Regions from separate parts of the Sus scrofa genome. Here region 1 is linked to region 2. Evidence: chromatin contacts called from public Hi-C data. All regions are on one chromosome and are shown on one strand. Each heading gives the region's core, a stretch centred on a gene start, on an enhancer-like site or on the middle of the called end of the contact. The rest is flanking DNA. Distances are from core to core; before and after follow the strand shown. Region 1 has its middle 36 kb from the start of LY86. Region 2 overlaps LYRM4 (LYR motif-containing protein 4).

Region 1 (6,756 bases), core at 1,346-3,845, 980 kb before region 2:
AAACACCACCTTCCTGTTTAGCTCTTCCCGCCTTTATAATGATCTGGTAACCTAATTCCCTACACTACATCTCCATCCGTTTGAAATACCTAGAGTAGTTTCTATGTTCTTCTTTGGAAACTGATGGATATGGCTTGGGCCAAGTCAGCTGCCCCGAAACTCTGTGATAAGAAGGCAGAAACAAAACATAGAAGTAACTACTGGGTTAGTGACTGTCGCTCGGTAATAAAGACCAGTGCCGTCCAATAAAAATACAGGCCACATTAAAATTTTTTCGATAGCAGCTTTTTTTTTTTTTGTCTTTTTAGGGCTGTGGAAGTTCCCAGGCTAGAGGTGGAATCAGAGCTTCAGCTGCCGGCCTACACCACAGCCACAGCAATGCCAGATTCGAGCTGCATCTGCGACCTACTCCACAGCTCATGGCAATGCTGGATCCTTGACCCACTGAGTGAGGCCAGGGATGGAACCCATGTCCTCGTGGTTCTGAGTCGGGTTCTTAACCTGTTGAGCCATAATAGGAACCCCCAACAGCCAGATTTTTAAAAAGTAAAAAGAAACAGGTGAAATTGTGATAATATATTTAACGTAATATATCTAAGACATTATCACTTCAATATGTAATCACTACAACACAATTATTAACAGGATATTGATGTTATTTTTTTATACTAAATATTTAAATCCTGTGTATATTTTACACTTACAATCTGTCTCCATCAGACCAGACACACCTGAGTCTCATTAGCCTCATGCTTCTGAGTCCTGATCTCATAGTCTTTAAGGCCTCTGTACTGGGCAGCTCAGCTTTATTTATTTATTTATTTATTTTTGTCTTTTTGCCTTTTCTAGAGCTGCTCCCATGGCATGTGGAGGTTCCCAGGCTAGGGGTTGAATCGGAGCTGTAGCCACCAGCCTATACCAGAGCCACAGCAACTCGGGATCTGAGCCACGTCTGCGATCTACACCACAGCTCACGGTAATGCCGGATCCTTAACCCACTGAGCAAGACCAGGGATCGAACCTGCAACCTCGTGGTTCCTAGTCAGATTCGTTAACCACTGAGCCACGACGGGAACTCCTGGGCAGCTCAGCTTTAAACTTGCAGAGCTGATGGCGGGGCTCTCGCTTTCCACTAACCTCCAAATAGTCTAAAAAGCAGAGCTCTTGTGGGTCAAAACTCTGACCAAAAGGATTCCTCCTGTCACAGGTTGCTAAGGTCTCAGGTTGCTAGGATCCCTTAACCCAGAGGAAGGAGAGGAGGGGCCAGAGACCCGTGTTCACGGTACCAGCCCGTGCCTGAAAATCTTAACGATTTTTTAAACAAGGGACCCCAACATTATCATTTTGCACTGAGCTTTTCAAATTATGTAACTGACTCTCTTCGACTAGTCTTGCTTTATTTCTAATTTTTAGCTCTCTATTGTTTTGCCTTTTTGTTCAACTTTCTGGAGCCGCCTTACATTTTCATTGAATCCTTTCTTTGAGTCTTTGGCTGTTATAATCATGTGTTCTAATTTCCAGGAGGTTTCCCCCCCCGCCATCTCTGAATATTCCTTTTCTGGTGGCATCTTTTTCTCCACTATGCAGTATTTTTTTCATGCACCCGAGACTACTGATGGTTTCTTAATGTTGCCTTTAGCTTCTTCAATTTGCTCTTTTGACTGTTTTTATTTTCCTGTTTTATTTGGGCTCACTCTTTTATGCGAGAGGTAAAAGTCGATGCATTTGCTTTAGAAAAGACAAAGGATTTTTTTCCTCCCCCTTGAGGCAATAGAGAAAGAGAAGATAGAGATAATGCAAATATTTTAAGGGCGAAAGAGGCAACATGGAGGAGGCTCCCAGGAGGCAAACCTCGTCTCTGGAAAGCAGGAGAATTTGTTTTTGAAATGGTGAGGTCTTGTAAGGCCAAGAGCTGAAGATCAGAAGGAAGCATTTGCAGCATCTGCAATGCAGGAATCAACGAATGTTGAAAGCCCTGAGTTGCAGGGAGGGCGCAGCCGCAAGTCCACCTAAATTTGCCCCTGGTCCCATCAGTCCTCTGCATAGGGGCCTTCTCAGTGAGTCTTGGCGGGATGAGGTGCCAGACAAGGAGGCAGCTGAGGACATTAGCCTGGGTTGGGGTAAGTGGCAAAGCGGAGAGGGGCAGCGGAGAGGTGACAGTGAGAGCGTGCTCCGGGCTTTTCAGGCACCAAGGCATCTGTTCTGCAGGCCCAAGGGACCGAATAAGTTCCCAAGCCGACATAACTCACAGGGCTCTTAAAAACACTCTGCCAAGAGGCGCGATTCTGGTCCTCGCGTGGCCGGACCTGGGAAAAGTCGCATAACCAGCCAGCTTCACAGCTGTGAATCAAGGAGTTTAGACTTTGAGTTCTTCCTCGCTTTCAGCTTCAAATCCAGAAGCCCTGGAATAGAGTGCAAAGAGGGACACGTCCGTTGCAATGTATAGCAAGGGTCCTATGGAGAAATCCCTTGCGCGATGACTCATTTACAGGAAATACTGGAGTGGGAACCTCGGGCAACGCGGGCCCTGCGGCAGAGCCCACTCTGAAGGCAAACGTGGACCATTACATCACTCGGCCTGGTCCCGCCGCAGTGCGACCATGACCACCAGATGGCGCTGTTGGCCCGCGAGCCGGCGCAGTCCGGGCCTGGAGGTCCTGGGAAAGCCTGACCTGAATCTCCAACTTCTCTAATCAGCGCGTTTGGGGCCAAAGCAAAACAGCCGGATAACGCCGCGCATCCCAGCTAGGTCAGAGGGTAGCACCTCAGAGTCCTGCGTGTCCCATAGCAAATCATCAGTGGCTATTGAAAGTCATTTTAGGAAAATGACTTCCACACGCAGAGCCTGGGCAGCAGGCGAGCCCCGGCCGGTGTTTCTTCCCGCAGCCCCCGACGTGGAGCCTTCCCGCAGCCGCGCGGAGGTGGCTCGCTCCGGGGGCCCACGCAGCGTCTGTCTGCGCAGTGCCCAGATGGCAGGGGCTGCACAGGCCTCCAGAAACCCGTGGCTCTGTTGCATCTCTCCGACTCTGGCCCCCGCCCTCCCCCGCCACCCCGGCCTAGGGGCTGCGACACCTGCCCGCCCTGGCCACCCCCTCTTCCCCCGCCTCCCCGGAAGGGCCTTGCGCTCTGGCTGCGTTGTGGCTGCTAAAGCTGGTGGCGGGGACTAGGCCCTGGTCGGGGGTCCGTTTACACACTCGAGGGTTCTGGAGACCCAGGGCGTGCTTCCCACTGGTATTGTGGAGAATAACCCTGGCTCCCTGACCGAGCACCCCCCGCCCGAAGCCAAGCGCATCCCGGGCGGAGCGGCCGCTTTAAAGCCCAGCTGCTCCTGCCTGGCTTGGGTGGCGGGGGGAGGGGGGTGCTCCGTGCGGATCTGGGCCGCGAAAGAGTGGAGGCCAATGAATTTTTCATTGCAATTCACTTGGCTGCGGATCTGAAGGCGGCCTCTTGGGCCGGGGCCCTTAGGGACACGACTGCGCCAGGGCGGCCCCTCCCCGGACCGCGCCATTGCTGACCCAGGAGAGGGACTGTTTCTCACATTAGTGGCCTCCTCCCTTTCCCTTTTTCATCTCCGGGAGAAAGCGGGCCGGCGAGCGGCAAGCTGTGAGCGCCCCCAGAGGAGCCGGCTGCTGGCCGGTCAATTGAATTGCATTTGCGCCAAGGCCCCCTCCCCAACCCTCCGCGACCCCAGCTCGGCCAGGAGTCACATTCCTGCCCTGAGGGGTGGGGGTGGGGGTGGGGGTGGGTGCCGGCTAGTGCAGAAACCCATTCTCAAAAAAAGCGCCCAGTGGTTGAAGGAAAATGTGCCAGAATGTGTACCAAGGGCCATCTAAATGTGGCTGTGAGCAGCTTAGGGGGCAAGGGTCGGCGAGGCGGGGTGCCTGGGAGGAGGGACTGAGGGGAAAGGAGGAGGCACCCAGAGAGAGAAGCAGAATGAGGAGGGTCTCACCCTGAGTGGGGATGGGAGAGGCCCCTGCAGGTGCTCCTAAGGCCATCCAATGATCGGGTAGACCCACCTTATGTCCGGAACTGGTATATTCTTAAAGTACCTACCCCCCCCCCCCGTCCCCCACTATATATAAAAGGTTGAAAATAGCTATCTAGGGGAAATCACGATCCAGAGGAAAACACATTCCGAGGTGGCGGGGTGGGGTGTTCTATTCTGGGTTTTTTTTTTTTTTTACGGGAACATTTTTTTTTTTTTTTTACGAAACTGTAGGTTAAAAACACATACTTAGCATACAGTGTATGGTAAAGTGTTTACATTTAGGTATTTAAAAGCAAGATTTCAAATTGTTAAAAGCAGTGCATGTCTTTGTACAGGTTTGGAAAATAAGGGAATAAATGAGGACAAAAATCCGCCCCCCCCAAACATATGACAATCCTTGCCATGTGTTTCCTTACAATAGTTTTTCTGTATGTGTTTAATTTGGTTGAGACCATATGATGACACCTTTTACATGTGGTCAGTATACAAACAGTAATAGCAGGCAGGGTGAAAAGATGGCGAGTCTCCCAAGGGTTCTGAGTGCTCCACTGAGCTCCTCCAACCCACCCACCCCCAGACACTTGAGGTGAGAGAGCTGGCCTGGTCCAGAGGCATCCCCCAAAGTCTTGCTTGCAAATCAGCCCAGCTCTGCATCCTTGGTTCTCTGGATGGGTGAGGCTACTCCTTTCTCAGCCACCTACTCAGAAAAGCTATGCAGACGTTGAAGTTGATATCATTCTTTTTGGTGTCTCGCCCGAAACATTAATTTAATTTTAACACCTGTGACCAAGGAACAAAAATCAAGCTCAATGAGAGTTTTTCTCTGGCACATTAAATACAAAAAGAATATGGAGCAACATCTACAGAATTTTTAGGGAAAAGTGTTGGTGAACCAAGAGTTTTGATCTACATCAAATTATCTTTCACACATGGAGCCAACAGAAAGACATTTCCATTAAGTAAGAAAATATGCCACCTAGTACATTTCTGGGGGGAAAAAAAACCTGAAGGGGTTTTCCATTTTTGGCTGTAAAGTAGTGGTTTATGTAATAACACCCCAAGTGCTAAAGAACTGTGAAGCTGAATAAAATAAAACAGAAAGCAGTCTGAGAGCATCAGAGAGCAGTCAAGGTCACCAGGATTTGAAGGGGCTGAGATGTGAGCAGGAGAGAAGTGCACTGAAATGAGTCCTTTCTTTACAGCTGCTGTTCTCCCCTTGGAGCATTTGCTGATTCAGGCCTTGTCATGGGGTGTGGAACCCAGACAGAAAGTGGCAGCTCAAAGCTTGCTGCAGTCAAAATGATTGGAGTGCAGGATGCCAAGTTGCCGGGACTTGATGTGCCATTAAGCAGAAGCAAAGGGAGTTGAGTCAGTATACAGTTCCTCTTCCAGACATTTCTGGATTTCTAAGCCATGCCTGTGAAGGGTGAAAGGCCAAGAAACTAAACAATATCACCTGCTCAAGGGCTGAAAGCTGAGCAAAGATGATGGCACACTTGTGCTGCTGGTGATGCTTGGGAGATATTCATGGTCCTGATGCAGGTGATGCATAGGAGATACCCATGGTCCTGATGAGGGTGATGCTCGGGAGACACTGTACTGTGGTGCAGGTGATGCCCTTGAGAAGCTCACGTCTCACTGTGCTGGGCAGACACAACTCTCAGTTCAGACCATCGAGGAGGAGTCGGAGTCCGGGACACTGTACTCTTTGACCAAAATTTCCCTATTTTCCCCACCCCCCATTCCCTGATGGTGGTCATTATACCCTCTGTGTCTGTGAGTTTGACTTCTTTTAGATTCTGCATGTAAATGAGCTCATACAGTGTTTGTCTTTCTCTGTCTGACTTTTTTCACTTAGGATAATGCCCTCGAGGTCTGTCCATGTTGTCACAAATGGCAGAATTTCCTTCCATTATTCATGTCTGAATAATGTACCGTTGTGTATATGTACCTCATCTTCCTTATCCATTCATCCATTGATGGACACATGTTGGTTCCATATCTTGGCTATTGTGAGGAAGGCTGCAGTGAACATGGTGGGGCAGGTGTTCCTACGAGACAGCGATTTCAAATCCTTTGAATATCTACCTAGAAGTGGGATTATGGGAGCATAGAGTTCTGTTTTTAACTTTTGGAGGAAACTCCATGCTGTTTTCCATAGTGGCTGCACCAATTTACATTTCTATTCAAAGCTCACAAAAGTTCCCTTTCTCCACATCCTTGCAACAATATCTCTTGTCTTTTTGATAACAGCCATTCTAATAGATGTGATATCTTACATGGTTTTAATTTGCATTTCCCCCGTTACTGATGCTGAGTACCTTTTCCTGTACCTGATGGTCTTTTGTGTATCTTTTTTTCTGGAAACTCGTCTATTCAGGTAGATATTTGATTGACTCCTGACACTGTTAAGTTTTTATAGTAAAATTTCAAGGATGATGGACAAATGAAGAAAGCAAATAAAAGAGAAAAAATGGTAAGAAATGAAATGCTCAGTATTTATAGATAATATAATTTTCTACCAAGAAATTCCAAAAGAAACAGCTACAGACAAATTATAAAAGATTTAAAAATCTGTGACAAAGTGGGTAGATATCATATCAGTGTAAAGGATCCAGCAGTAAACTCTTTGAAAATACATGAGAGTATGTTTAATAGCAATAAGGTCATTTCAACCAGTAATAAATCTATCAAAAGATTATGCCAGGAATTATAAAACTCTACTGAGAGTTATTAGCTAGGAGAAATAAATTGGGAGGTATACCATA
Region 2 (7,010 bases), core at 1,970-4,469:
TCTAGAGCCTTTTTGAATGGACTCAACAGGAAAATGTAGAAGAAAATCCTTGTCTTTAAAGGCAACAAGGCCCCAGGCATCGCCAGTGAACCCTGCTCAGGGAGCTCATTGCATTACCCTGAAAGCACACGGGGAGTGAATCTGCACGTGCTCGCTGCCCTCACCGTCCTCCCCGCTGCCCTCAGCGTCCTCCCCGTACTCACTCTGCTCACTGCGCCCACTGCTCTTGCTGTGCTCACTGCCCTTGCTGTGCTCACTGCACCCACTGTCCTCACAGTCCCAGGAGGGTGGTTAGCTCGGGAAGGAGGGCAGTGAGCAGGGATGAGTTTTCTTAAACAAATAGACGTTTGCTTACATTTGCCATCTATGTTTGTTTGCAATGGCTATGACTTTTTATTTGTTTTGTTTTGTTTTTACGTTTCTCCCCCTAGCTTTATTGAAGTTTGATTGGCAAATAAAAGTCGTGTGTGTTGAAGTGCAGGACAGGCTGTGTTGGTGCCTGTATACACTGTGAGAGTCCCAAGGTCCCGATGATTCCATACCCATCCCCTCACAGTCGCCTTTTCTGCTGCAGGGAGAACACGTGAGCTCTCCTCTCTAGCACATTTCAAGTGTACAATATATTGTCTTGAACTGTAGTTACTATAGAGTGGAGACGACCCTCGGGCTCCCGAACTTTCTTGTCTCATAACTCAGTTTGTACCCTTTGATCAATCTCCACCTCCCCTCCCCCACCTGGTAACCCCTCTTCTTTGTGCTCTTTGTTGCCGTGAGTTTGACTTTTATTTTCTTTTTAATTCCATGTATAAGGTGACGCCATGCAATATTTGTCTTTTGTTTGTTTGTTTGTTTTTGTTTTTCAGGGCCGCACCCACAGCATATGGAGGTTCCTAGGCTAGGGGTCCAATCGGAGCTACAGCTGCCGGCCTACACCGCAGCCACAGCAACGCCAGATCCAAGCCACATCTGCAATCTACACCACAGCTCTCGGCAATGCCGAATCCTTAACCCACTGAGCGAGGCCAGGGATCGAACCTACAACCTCATGGTTCCTAGTCACATTCATTTCTGCTGCGCCATGACGGGAGCTCCAATATTTGTCTTTTGTGTCTGGCTCATTTCACTTTGCATAATGTCCACGGGTTCATTCATGTTTTCACAAATGGAGAGGTTTTCTTCTTTTTATGTCAGAGCAGTATTCCTCTGTGTTTGAGAGTGTGTGAGTATGAGTGTTGTATGAGTACTGTGTGTGTGTTGTGTGTGTGAGTGTGTGTGTGTGTGTGCGTGCACATGTACCTAGCATTTTCTTGGTCCCTTCATCTGGGGACGGGCTCCTGGGCTGCTCCTGGGTCTTGGCTGTCACGGGCAGGGTCTGCATTGAACTCGGAGGTGCGAGATGTCCTCAAAATACTAGCTCATTTGCTTGGGGTCGATACCCAGAGGTGGGTTGCCGGCTCGTATGGCAGTTCCATGTTTAATTTTTTGGAAGCTCCGTATTGATTTTCAAAGTACCTACACCAGCTTGTTTAAATTTTTATCATGTACCCACCGCCAGCCGTCTACCTTCCATCAGAATTACACATTCGTGGCCAATGGCAAATGCCCACCTGTGCCCAGTCATGTTGTTTGAGAAAATGTTCATTTTAATATGAAACTATTTCAGTACGTCAGTACAGTGCCATTGTTATAACAAATTCACAGTAATTTCTTAATATCATCAAACATGCAGTGTTTGAATTTCCAGTTATCTCACAAATGCAGTTCTTTTCACTTTGTGTGTCTGTGCGTTGGGCTTGGGACCCCGGTGTCCTGGACCGTCTGTCTCTGACCTTCCTTCTCATTAGCGGCTGTTCCCGCGTCTCCCCGTCGGCCCTGATTTCCCTTGTAATTTAGTTCTTGTTCTTGGGTCAGGATTTTGCTGATTTATTGGGTCGCTTATCTTGTATAAAAACTGGTAGTTGGATCTTAGCTAGCTGGGTTCTTGGGCTTGGCTGGATGTTAGGCTCACCCGGGAGCGTTGCCGAATCCTGACGTTTGGAAATGAGGTAACCATGACCTTACTTATCGTCCAGCAAGTCTCCTCCAAAGGAATGGAAACAAGGACGCGTGCACAAGTGTTCACGACAGTGTTACTCACGACAGCCAGAGGTACAAACAACCCACGTGTCCTCCAGCCGAAGAGGGACAAGTGAAAGACGACGCCTGCCTGCCTGCCTGCCTGCCTGCCTGCCGTGGAAGTCAGCCTGAAAGTAATGAATCCCTGATGCGAAGTGGAAGAAGCCTGCCTGACGCAAAGGCCACATATTTTATGGTTCCGTTTATTGAAAATGTGCAGAATGGGGAAATCCAGAGGGCGTGTGGAGGCCCCTGGTGGTTGCCAGGGGCCGGGGGAGAGAATGGGCAGTGGCTGCGAATGGGTACGAGGTCTGCTCTTGGGGGGATGAGAGATCCTGGCAGCAGAGGGTGGTGATGGGTGTAGGACGCTAGGAATGTCATGAGTGCCACTGGGTGGGATACTTTAAAGTGGTCTGCACGGGGAGTTTACGCCCTGTGTTTCTCCACAACCTGTACCGTGTGACACGTGAGCGACACCCCAGACCACGTAAACGCACCCCTGAGGTGTGACTCGAGCATCAGGCTGTCCCTGAGACCCGGGTGCCGGCAGACAGCCGGGGTTCGCGCTCCTCGGCGGGTCGGGCGGTGCCGAGAGCTGTTTACCTTCCTGCTGGTCTCTCCCCGTGTCTTCTCCCTCCCGGCAGAGGGGAAACGCTGCCAGGAAGCAGCTGCCTAGAGCCACACCAAGTGTTATCTCTTATTTCAGAAAATAAAATTTGGGGAAACATCGGAAGAAGAAGGCCGTCTTGCACAGACCTGCCTGTTGTTCTGCTGGGAGAGGAAAGGGCCTAGGGCTCTGATGGCCGGGCATCCGGGGGGAGACCTGGCAGCGTGGGGACCATGGCCCCACTGGCCCCCAGCACCTGCACACACGCTCCCCCACTGCCAGAGCAGCTGTCCCGGCCTCTTCTCCAGAAAACCTGGGGCAAGGGGCCAAATAGGGCAGCGGGCCGACCCCTCGGGGCGGGAAGTGGACATTCTCCCGCTGCCTTTCCTCTCCTCGCGCTGCCCTCGGTCCCCAAGCAGCTCCGTGGGGCCCGCCTCCCCCATCTTCAGGAAGAAAGTGCCATTTCCTTTGCAAGATCCGCCTCCCCGAGCTGGGAGAGCTGGGAGAGCTGGGATCGGCCAGCCTTGGCAGAGGCGCAAGTGGGATCAGAGCAGACAGGGCGGTCCAGTTCCCTCCGCTCGGCCCGCTTCCTTTTCTGGCAAAGCCTGAGCGCCCTCGGAAACCGCTGGCCAGAGATGCATGAGGCCCAGTCCTCCGCGCGGCCCAGGGCACCTGGCCTGTGCTTCGCCCGGCTCAGCGCCCATCGCCCCAAACTCCCATTTCCGAAGGGGTGGGGGGCTCCTGCAGCCGAGGCGCAGTAAACCTGGGTGGGAGCTGCGTCTCCGTCTGTCTCGGCCTCTTGCAGCCCAGCCTCGGTGACCCGGGGACTCTGCCGTTGACTAGCGTGGCGTTTCTCCGTAAAATATTAACTGGGAAGAACAGAAGCATCTGCTTGAATGGTGCGGGACGCCGCCCTAAAACAAGAACTGGGAAAAATAGGAGAGGAAGTGTGTTGTAGTAAAAGATGACAGATGTTGGTCTCCGCCAGATCCGCCCCCAGCGACCCTTCTCGGTTCGTCCCCAGCCCGGGAGCTGCCGTGTCGTCCCCCCCGCCCGCGCCCGACCCCCTACGCCCACTTAGCTCTGAGTTGTGAACGTACATACATATATTTATAAAGATGGCAGGTTTTATCGTCAGAAGACCTGGGTTGGGTTGTGTCAGCTCCGTAAGCCGCGTGCCAGCTGTGAAAGTGTAGCCAGAGCACTAAACTTCCCTGCTTCTGCATGTACTCATCCTGAGGTGTGGGCCTTATGTAGAGATGGGCTGTCGGTAAAAATTAAGTGGGAAACCAAGACGTTCGGCCACTAAGCCTGGCACCTGCCCAGTGAGTGTGTCTCTCAAGGATAGTCGGTTCAGCAGGTAAAGCAGGTGAGCTCACCTTTAATCCCGGAGAACTGGGGTTACCAGCTGGGATGCCTTCTCTCCCCGCTCCGGGGGGGTCCTGAAAGCCACAAGAGTCGGGTACAGTCATGGAAACTTGCTTGAGGTTAAGCCAGGTCAGAATTTCCGATCCGCTAACGAATCCTGATCTGTCAGCTGGGCGGCCGCGACCACTTGAAGCAAAAGGTGTGAGTCCGGGACGGGGTGATGATTGCGGCCTGATGATGACTTGTGCCCAGCTCTTTCTTTTCCACTCAAATTCTATCTTCCAGGCCCTTAAATATTCTACAGGGTCGTTTTTAAGGACTGCATATTAAGGATGTTCTTTAAGAGGAAGTTGTGGGCAATTCTGAGGCAGCTAATTCAAAAATCTAACAAGAAGTAAATTAACCTGAGAGGTGGAGAGCTTTTTAAGACTTTCTCTGGCCAAGTCCTTGAAGGCTCTGCTCTGTTCTCTTTCGGAAGACGACCGTCAGCGTTCCCACAGGAGTGGGTTTTGATGAATGTCCCCTTTCATTTCTCGTAGTCCCAGCTTGATGAGTTTAGCTACTGTCTTTATTTAGCGCATGGGGGTTTCAGCTGCTCCGTCTTTTTGGCAGATGTTGGTGATTGTTCAGTTTAGTGCTTCTTAGACTCAACCCCGCCTCATATTAATACAAACTGGCCTTTTTCCCCCAGAACACGCCTAGCACACCCTGATACATCCCTCCACTTGCAGTTTGTTTTAGGAGTTTTGTCTTGTTTGTTATCATTCCCAGTTAGTCCTGCCACGTTTCATTTAATGGCTGATAGAGTTGATTTCATTCCTTCATCTCATTCTGTTATTTATTAGGCTTTGTTTTCTTTTCTTCGCCTCTTTATTTTTATTGGTTTTACCAAGTAGCTCTTCATTCCTTCTCCCCTCTTGTGATTAGTGTGGGAGGTCCGCTTTGCTACTCTTTGACAATTGCCTTCTATAGCCTGATGCTTGTAATTAGAAGCATATATTTTTACAGATATTTGCAAAAAGATAATGTTTTTTCCATCAAGACACTCTGTCTCCCAACATGTGTAAATTTCGTCAGTAAGTCTGTTCCCTACCAGCAGTTTCTCCCAGAGTCTAAGCGCTCTAGCTGCGCTGTTCCTCTGCCTCTGCCAGCAGCTTTGTGTTACAGGCGGCCGTTTGGGTCAGATGTTTTCTGTCTGGCTCCTAGATTCCCTTAACTCTTACTGTTAGTTTTCCTTTGTCATCTCACTGGGGTTCAGGGCTGTTGTCAGCCTGCCTGCATGGCCGCAGTTCCGGAGGTGACACAAGGAGAATGTTCCCTACCCCCGGGGACCAGTGCCAGAGTGGTGACAGCAGGTTCCCAGGTCCTCTTAATACAGTCCCAGCTCGGGGACACCCCCTCCTGGACCAACAGAGCTCTCTGTCAGCCAGATCCCTGGGGTCCACCTTCCTCCCCCAGCCACAGTCATCCCAGAATCCCCAGTGCTGGCCTCCAAGCCCTGCGTGGTCTCCAGGGAGAAGGCTCCCTTCTAGCAGCTGGTCGGGGGAGGGCCCTGTCTGCTTTCTCCTTGCCTGGCTCTGCCCACCACCTCGGCAAGGTCATGAGAGGTCTCCCCCAGGACACGTGACAAGGACCAGCCTCAGACTCTTTGTTTAGGGGGTGGGAAGGAAGCTAACTCCACACTGCTCAGTGCTGGGGACATGAAGAGGACACAGTCCCTGCGTTCCCGTCATGGCTCAGCGGTAAGACAGAGCTGAGGAGCATCCATGAGGACGTGGGTTCGATCCCTGGCCTCGCTCAGTGGGTTCCAGCATTTCCATGAGCTGTGGTGTAGGTCGCAAACACAGCTTGGATCCTGCATGGCTGTGGCTGTGGTGCAGGCTGGAAGCTGCAGCTCTGATTCAACCCCTAGACTGGGAACTTCCGTATGCCACGGGTGTGGCCCTAAAAAGATTAAAAAAAAAAAAGAGGACACATCCCCAGACTTCAGAGAGCTCTCATCCTGCTGTGGAGACAGATGTGAAGGCTACACGACATGGCTGTGGCTGGTGCTGGGTGGGGTCTGTGCAGAAGACCGAGGCCACAGTGGGGTGTTCCAAGCCCATCCTGGGGAGCCGGGCTGGGACCCCAATCTCAGGACAGAGCCCTGGCTGCCCACCCCCCACTAACCGGCGCCTTGGTGCAGTTGTGTGGGTTACTCAGCCCGTCTGTGAGGAAAGGACATTGCTGACGCCCTACTCAGCCCATTGGACGCATGAGGAAGGGGCAAGGAACGAGTAGGAAAGGGGAAAAGGGCGGAAGACACGCGAACTCATCACAGAACTGTGTCTTCCAGGAAAAACACGTCTCTCCAAAACCCAGAAAAGCCCGGGGCAGCAGGGGTAGTCGAACTCTATCCTGGGATCATTCATGTTTTCAGCCAAGCTACTGAAAATGAGGCCAAGCCTGGGACCGTAGACTGCGCCAGAGGCCGTCCGCAGTTGTGCAGGCTGTGTGGACGCGGGAGCGGGAGGTGTGTGCACCGAGGAATTCTGGGTTAGTCACACCAAGTAGCGTATGCGCTGGCCTTCAGCGTTTCAAATGCAAACGTGATAAAATCGGTGTGCAGATTCTAAAAACCGCGTTTAAAAACCACCGTGCATTCACAGAACTACCTGAGATTGAAAGGGTTACGACGTAGAGATTTGCTCCAAGTCAGGGTAGCAATAGCCCTGTCGTGTCGGATCCATTAGCTTTGCCTCTTAGACCCGACGCTTTAACTGTAGAACAGGCTCCGTGAGGACCGCTCTGCACACCTAGTAAGAGTCACCTGAGCCAAGAAAAGTGCCCGGAAACTTGGTAAACTGTAAAGCGCTGGACAGTTTTAGGCATTTCTGTAAGTGTCACACTCAGAAGCATGACTGTGGTGCCAGTTGCTGGA

Evidence for each region. Hi-C and Micro-C count contacts between places; a contact is called where the count stands out from the background.
Region 1: a contact with region 2 is called in a Hi-C map of omental adipose tissue, with 2.5 times the contacts expected there. The contact joins two enhancer-like sites. A contact is called at or near these places in 19 of 47 Hi-C or Micro-C datasets (alveolar macrophages, brain, embryonic fibroblasts and 12 more) and 1 of 2 datasets of contacts at active chromatin or transcription factors (skeletal muscle).

The regions. Positions count from the first base shown.
Region 1 is chr7:4,068,795-4,075,550 of Sscrofa11.1, reverse strand. No RefSeq gene overlaps it. Among named protein-coding and RNA genes, the nearest start is that of LY86, 36 kb to the left of the region's middle. Within about 2 kb of position 2,595, at least 23 of the 83 cell types and tissues checked have an H3K27ac peak or open chromatin away from gene starts, as enhancers often do. A contact at or near this core is called in fetal skeletal muscle, omental adipose tissue, retroperitoneal adipose tissue and 1 more, where this site is marked.
Region 2 is chr7:3,087,875-3,094,884 of Sscrofa11.1, reverse strand. The region is part of intron 2 of LYRM4 (LYR motif-containing protein 4); the gene reads left to right. Among named protein-coding and RNA genes, the nearest start is that of PPP1R3G, 42 kb to the right of the region's middle. Within about 2 kb of position 3,219, at least 23 of the 83 cell types and tissues checked have an H3K27ac peak or open chromatin away from gene starts, as enhancers often do. A contact at or near this core is called in fetal skeletal muscle, omental adipose tissue, retroperitoneal adipose tissue and 1 more, where this site is marked.